2 separate regions of the Sorghum bicolor genome follow, and region 2 is linked to region 1. Evidence: chromatin contacts called from public HiCAR-type data. All regions are on one chromosome and are shown on one strand. The core of a region is the stretch at or near the end of the contact, and the rest is flanking DNA. Distances in the headings are between cores, read along the strand shown.

Region 1 (3,832 bases), core at 747-3,246:
GAGAGCTCCTAGGACCTGGAAAAATCATTGGCGTCTCATGTAAAACCCTGGACCAGGCCGAGCAGGCATGGAAGGATGGTGCAGATTACATCGGCTGTGGCGGTGTCTTCCCAACCACAACGAAGAAAAACAATCCCACCTTAGGGTTCGAGGGCTTGAGGACCGTCTGCTTAGCTTCGAAGCTGCCTGTGGTGGCCATCGGCGGCATCAATGCTGGAAATGCAGGTTCGGTAATGGAGCTTGGGTTCCCAAATCTGAAAGGTGTGGCTGTGGTCTCTGCCCTGTTTGACCAGGAATGTGTCGCCATTGAGACAAGAAACCTCAGATCCATTCTGAAGAATGCTTGCTCCAGATCTTAGAGCAAGTTGGCACTTGGCACCTGTTCATTTAATTTCTTTGCTTAGGCCGAAATAGGTTTCTAATCAAGCTTTCACCATTCACTTTGTCAAAAGGGGAAAAGGTGTTGCAATTTTCAATAATTCGGAGACATTTACTTGAGAAAAATAAATTTCCCATGAACAAGAAGTTTAAGACATTTCAAAGGCGCTGAATTGTAATAAGAAATTGATAATGCATCGGAACTAATTTGATGCAAGTACTAAACTTTTTTTTACTACGGTAAATAGTATTCCAGTCTTTTCAAATTATAAGATGTTTTGGTTTTTCTAGGTACATTGCTATTAATATGTATCTAGATAGTGTATAAAGACAAAACGTTTATATTTTGAAATGGAGAGAGTTGGTGTTATTTGAAGTATGATCAGCTATATACCTATATATCTCTTCTTGAATCTATTCAATAAAGTGTAAAGATTTGCTCTCATTGAGCTTGATGATTTTTTTTAATAAGTGGCATTCGTTAAAATTAACAGCATCTTACAGAGTAGATTACAATCATCCCATTCGAGATGGGATAGAGCCTTAATTTGACAGGGCAGAGAGGTAGTAGCTCCCTGTGCTGAGAAGCAGTGCTCCCTTTATACCCACAAAAAAGTTGTTTTGGATCAAGTTTAGGTCAAACATTAGAAATATAACTTATAAATAACTTTAGGCCAAACATATGAATAGAATCTTGAAAAATACTTTTATAAAATTATACATATACCTTCTTTTGATAAATATTTTTATAAAATAAAGATTTAAAGTTAGACTTTGGAGACTATGTTGTTGTCCTAAATGACTTTATTTTTTATATGGAACTGTTGTAGCAGCAATGGCATTGATCTCTGTATCTTGTGCACCTGAAAATGGGAGTATGTAGTGTTCATTGATCTCGGTATCTTGTTCACCCGAGGGGCTGTTTAGTTCTTCATTTGAGCCAAAAAAAAATTTAGGTTTTGAGTGTTTTAAATAGCGGGCTAAATTAGTTCTTCATTTGAGCCAAAAAAAATTAGGTTTTGAGTGTTTTAAATAGCGGGCTAAGGTGTTTAGTGGTATCTCTAAACTAGCTAATGGTGGTGCTAAATCAGGCTGGAGGGATATAGCAGCTAAATTGTATATGAACACAAATAGCGGTACTTTACCTCAAAGGGTTATAGCAGGAGATTTAAAACTATGGTTTTGACCCATTATTCTGCAGAATAGAATTAAACATCATCTAAAATTTTCAATAAAATAATTGTCATTCTGCATCATGGATTCTGACCTCAATAGCCCAAAAGAGCAGCTTTATATATTTGGACCATAAAATTTTTAGTATTTTAGATGAAATTAAACATAAGCATGAAAAATTAGTATTTTATATTTCATCATTTCAAAATACTTTATATTTTATATTCTACGGGGAACTAAACGCACCATCGAAATGGGAGTACCGAAATGGAAGTCTTTGCATGACCTTCAATAGTCTAGCAGTGATTCTTTTGATGTTCCAACGAGAGGCCGTGTTGGAGAGATATTGTTCTTGATGATTAAAATAAAATAGAAAAGAAGGATACGTGCCACTATGCCACTGCACTAGCTAGATCTGTCAATAAGCACCGACATGATTAAATGCAGAAAAAATCTTGCTTTTCTCGGCGACCATTTGAGATTGAGATTTGACCACACCGAAAGATCCACCTCGCAACCAGTTCCGACGCCGGCCGGCCACGATGAACGACCTCATGACCGACTCCTTCGTCGCCGCCGCGGCCAAGGCGCAACAGGGCGGCGCGGCCGCGGCTGCCCCCGCCCCCGCCGGCGGCGACGGCCCGGAGCTCGGCGCGTTCCTGGCCGAGGCGGACGCGGCAAAGACCGAGATGTCCGCGCTGCGCGACGAGCTGTCCCACCTCCGATCCGCGCACGAGGCGTCCAAGAACGCCGTGGTGGGCTCCGGCGAGGCGCGCGCCGCCACGCAGGCGGCGCTGGTCCGCCTCCTGGGTTCCGCGCGGCGGCTCCGCGCGCGCCTCGCCTCCATGGACCGGCGCGCCCCGGCCCCCGCGGCGCAGGCCGCGGCGGGTCTCGGCCGCCGCGTGCGCGACCTCACCGCGGACGTGCAGGCCCTCCGGCGGCAGGTCTCCGCGGAGCGCCGGAGCGACGTGGCCCGCCGGTACCTCGCCGTGGCCGGGGACGCGCCGACCGAGGAGCAGCTGGACCGCCTCCTCGCCAGCAGCACCGAGGATCCCTCCGACGCGGCGATGCGGGCGGCGCTGCTGTCCGCCTCAGGGGCGGAGGAGCAGGAGGAGACCGCGAAGGAGGTGGCGGAGGTGGAGCGCGGCCTGCTGGAGCTCCAGCAGCTGTTCCTGGACATGGCCGCCCTCGTGGACGCCCAGGGCGCGCCGCTGGACGACATCGAGCGGCAGGTGGGCGCGGCCGCGGGCGACGTGGCCGCGGCCGAGGCGGAGTTTAGCGAGGCCCGGAGGCTGCAGGGCGCCGCGCGGCGGAGGCGGGTCTGCCTGGCCGGCGGAATCGTAGCGCTACTGCTCGTCGGCGTTGCCGTCGCGGTCGTGGTGGCCATGGTGCTGGTGCGCAGAGGCGGCGGCGGCGGCGCCGCGAAGCTTGTGCTGCAGCTCGCCGCCGCGGCCTTGCCCGCGCGGTGAAATCCGCTTTGGCTTGGGATCCCGCGGTTTTCTGGTGTGGTCACTGTCACTGTTGACGTCTGTGTGGCCTGATTAACCTGCGTGAATCTTGTCAGTTTTGAACGGCAGTGTTTGTGTTTGGTTGATGCGGAGATCGGATGAAATGAGACTTCGGCCTTGTTTACTTCTTAAAATTTGCCAAAATTTTGCAAAATTTCCGTCACATCGAATCTTTAGATACATGTATGGAGGATTAAATATAAATAAAAATAATAACTAATAGCACAGTTTGTTTGTAATTTATGAAACGAATCTTTTGACCCTAATTAGTCTATAATTAAACAATAATTGTCAAATACAAACGAAAATATTATAATAGTCAAACCTGAAATTTTTCACCAACTAAACAAGGCCTTCCTTCGGTTTAAAAATAGATTTTGAATGAAACTTTTGGAGATTGCAATCTTAAGCTAAAAAATTGCATGTGATTTATGCAAATGAAGGTGTCCGCAACTCAAATGTTCCGCCCTTGCGTGGAAAAAGGGGAATAACTGAGGATAAGGAAATAAAAAAGAAAGGTATTTGCAAAAAAACGAAAAGGAAAAAAGGCATATACAAATACACAAAAGGGCCATATCTAAGCAAATAATAATAACAAAAACGAAAAATGCAAATACAGTAAAAATGGAGATGCGGGGGATCGAACCCCGTGCCTCTCGCATGCAAAGCGAGCGCTCTACCATTTGAGCTACATCCCCTTTCATGTTTTATCGAAGCACAAGTATTTATTTTATCATACGGAAAGTTGAAACTTCATTCCCATCTGTACGACA
Region 2 (3,832 bases), core at 758-3,257, 140 kb before region 1:
TTTGCCTAACCTTGCTGTAAAGGTGTCTTGGTTCTTTTTTTTTTTAATAAATTTTACTGGAGAGCTGGCTCCACGGGTTTTTTTAAAGAACTTTGTTTGATTCAGAATATTTTTATTTATTTTTTCGTGATTTTGATACAAGCACCCTGATCGTTATCGTGAGAAGTAAGTGGGTTTGGTCTCTGCATTGCAGATTGCTGCTAGGTGCTGACTTTGTGGGCAGTGAAGAGCAGCTGAGCTCATGTTGTGCCGATATTTGGCAGGCTGGGCAAACATGTATTTTAGAAAATTTGCCCTTATTCCTTTGTTACTTAATATATGAATGCCTGAAATAAATCATAATGAAACTATGAATCATTGTGTGTGCTTTGTAAACTACATTATCAACACTTGATTGCGAACCGTGACAGTTTTTTTAAGCTTTCAACATCTGTTTTCGTGATTTTCTTAGCTCCTATTGATATGGGTTTAAAATTCCTAAGAAAAGCAGAACCATCGAGAAGGACATGATCTTTGTTGGTTCATTAGGATCATGGTGGATGTGCATGTGTTCATGGACAGATGCAGGTTTGTCGTGCAAGGGCAGACCAGCAACAAGCAGCACAAGCATCTTATTGTCTTATTGCTAATGGCAATGTGTTCACGGATGCAGCATATGGTGCCTCTGCAGATGACCAGCAGCAAGCAGCACAAGCATCTTATCGTCTTAGCATATGGTGCCTCTGCAACGACTTCACAGAGGGATTGAATCTGGCCGACAATGCTTCTGAACCAGGATCAACGCCAGCTCCTAAGGGAGCAACAAAATGCATATCAGGAAGTGTTTTGATTACTTGCGCACAGATGAAGTGTTCTCATTAATTGATAAATTTAACATTGGTGCCATGCCAATCATGATCTTTCTTCCCCTTAACAATCACTGAAATTGGCAGCTGTATGAATTGTTGATTGCTTCTTAGACAAAGGCATCCTTAACTTGCCAATGATAAGAATTGTCAGTAGAAGTAGAAAATTTGGTGTAGTAATTGGATTGGTATAAAGATGGGTGTACAATGTGCTTGTTCTCCTCACTTCGTTATAGACTGAACATGGATCAAATTGCCCAGACTTCTGCTTAGAAAGGTTTTACATGGAGAAGAAAGCCACCTCTAGCAGATGTGCACAATGAATTGTAGAAGCTAGATGATTAGGATGCTGGCTTATGACAATGCTTTTGTTACCGTAGTCTCTCGGATGCTTTTTGGAGTGGGAGTTGCATAAGGAGTGTTGTTCAGGCAATATGAAGAGTTTATGTTCGGTATTAATTTATTTCCGTTGCAACGCACTCTATTTAAAAATAGAAGGAGTACTTCATTACTCTCTCTCTTCACTTGGGAGATCTTCCATTCATAGAGTAGATACGTGAGACCTTTTGCCTCCTCTATGATGAAGCCTGCTTCAACTTGTCTCTAATTTCGCTTATCATTGCCAAATAAATACGGGCACAGTCCGGTTGAATGATGATTTGAGTTACGTCTTGTTTAGTTTCCACTCAAACTTTTCGTCACCACATCAAATATTTGGACACCAAAATAATTAATTGTATAATTTACATGTATTTCTTGAGACGAATCTTTTAAATCTAATTAATTTATAATTATATACTAATTGCTATAATTATAAATATGCTACTGTATCTATTTTTTTTCACGAACTAAACCAGGCCTTAGCCATCTTTGTATAGCCTTCCACGGGCCTTCAAACGATGGCCCGGTCTGGCCTGTCTACAAAACAAAGGAACCATTCAACATTAATTTTGATCCATCCCGGAGGTGGCGCGCGGTCTCTGATTATTCAGATAGTTTCTAAGATTTATATGTTAAAAACATTACGCAAAAAATACTCTGTGTAATAGATTTAGTCGACATCATGCTCATAAAAAATCTGACTAGCTAGCAACTTGTGTGTGGACCGTCCCGAAGCATGGGACCTACTTGACAACCTTCAGTTCTATAAATTTAATTTGAGTATATATGAGGCATGATTGATCGACGTATCTCACACACAACTGTGTGAGTATGCCATTATATTGTTGTGACAGTCCAATAATCACCGAATTTGACGAACACACCCAAATAATTAACTTCCATGGCTGTAAAAAACTTGTGCTCATGCTCAAGCAGCAGAGCTCATCATCATCAGCAGCTTCTCCTTCTCTTCGTCTTCTCCTTGTTGGCCCTCTCACTGCTGCATGTCCCTTACCAAGCCAATTCTCTCTCCTTCAGCTACACCTTCTTCAACCCGGATGACTTCAGGCCGGAGGACGACGCACGCGTATTCGATGGCAGGATCGAGCTGCTCGGCGACGAGTTCGCCGGGCGCGCCAGGGGGCGGGCGTGGCACAGGCAGCCGGTGCAGCTCTGGGACAGCACCACCGGCGAGGCTGCCAGCTTCACCGCCAACTTCAGCTTCAGCATCCAGTCCGTCCCTGGCAAGGGCGGCGCCGCAAGCGCCGGGCACGGCATGGCGTTCTTCCTCGCACCGTACACGCCGGACCTGCCGCAGGAGTCCTACGACGGCTGCCTCGGCCTCTTCGACGAGAGCGAGGCGCCTAGCTACGCCAGCTTCAACGCCTCCGGCGACTCCAGGTTCGTCGCCGTCGAGTTCGACATCCACAAGGACATCTGGGACGCCAGCAGCCACCACATCGGCGTCGACGTCAACAACGTCGACTCCCGCGGCGACTACACGGTGTTGCCCGACGGCAGCCTCGTCGACGCCGGCGAGATGTTCGCCACCGTCGTCTACGACAACGGCACGCGCAGCCTCGACGTCACCCTGATGATGGTCGGAATCGGAAGCGGCGCCACTTACACGTCCGCAGCCACCGTGGACTTGAGAAGCTTGCTGCCGGAGCAAGTCGCGGTTGGCTTCTCGGCGGCGACAGGCGACGAGCACGCCGCAAACCACACGGTGCTCTCGTTCTCGTTCCGCTCGACGTTGGCAACCAAGAACAGCACCTCCATCGCTGTGACCACCAAGAAGTCGACGACGACCCTGCAACTCGGCGCCGGAGTGGCCGCCGCTGGTTTGCTGGTACTCCTGCTCGTCGTCGTCGCCGTGGCGGTGTTACTAGTCCGGCGTTCAAGGAGAAGGGGCAAGCAACGATACGACGAGGAGAAGCTAACGACGGACGGCGACGACGACGACTCCCTGGACGTGGTCGATGATAGGGACTTCGAGTCCAGCACGGGGCCCCGACCGATCCCGTACGCGCAACTGGCGGCGGCGACGAAGGAGTTCGCGGCGGAGGGGAAGCTGGGGCAGGGCGGGTCGGGGTCGGTGTACCGCGGCCACCTGAAGGAATCCGGCCTGGATGTCGCCATCAAGGTGTTCGCTCGGGGGGCGTCCATGGAGGGAAGGAAGGAGTACAGGTCCGAGGTCACCGTCATCAGCCGGCTGCGGCATCGGAACCTGGTGCAGCTCATCGGCTGGTGCCATGGCCGGAGGCGGCTCATGCTGGTCTACGAACTGGTCAGCAATGGCAGCCTCGATGGCCACCTCTACAGCACGGAGGTGACACTGACATGGCCGACGAGGTACGTACACCCTCTTGTCTTTGCTGCTCTGCTCTACTACTTTTCTCACTCTCACTCTGTTGTATGGGTGCACGTAGCGATCCGCCAGTAGCACGCTAATTAATTTTGTCAGCACCTATACTTTTACACTGATTAGAATCGGCCAAGGAAAATTAGCAGATGAAGCCTCCCGCGGTCCTACCCAAGAAAGCAGAAAAAATGCACACATGTATGTCCACGTCGAAAAGCCAGCAATTCAACCAAGTGGAAATTTC

The links. HiCAR-type assays count read pairs that join an accessible place to other places.
Region 2: a contact with region 1 is called in a HiCAR-type map of leaf, with 5 times the contacts expected there. The contact joins the promoter of LOC8084755 here to the promoter of LOC8084751 in region 1. A contact is called at or near these places in 2 of 4 Hi-C or Micro-C datasets (leaf and leaf mesophyll) and 1 of 1 datasets of contacts at active chromatin or transcription factors (leaf).

The regions. Positions count from the first base shown.
Region 1 is chr8:7,573,174-7,577,005 of Sorghum_bicolor_NCBIv3, reverse strand. It overlaps LOC8084751 (syntaxin-121), which reads left to right and starts at 1,996. Exons shown (of 1, transcript XM_021465959.1): 1 at 1,996-3,020. The coding sequence starts at 2,094. The coding sequence ends at 3,020. It overlaps LOC8084752 (probable thiamine biosynthetic bifunctional enzyme, chloroplastic), which reads left to right. Exons shown (of 9, transcript XM_002442925.2): 9 at 1-757. The coding sequence ends at 359. It overlaps TRNAA-UGC (a tRNA gene), which reads right to left and starts at 3,757; the gene lies at 3,685-3,757.
Region 2 is chr8:7,710,666-7,714,497 of Sorghum_bicolor_NCBIv3, reverse strand. It overlaps LOC8084755 (L-type lectin-domain containing receptor kinase IX.1), which reads left to right and starts at 2,007. Exons shown (of 2, transcript XM_021445595.1): 1 at 2,007-3,578. The coding sequence starts at 2,128.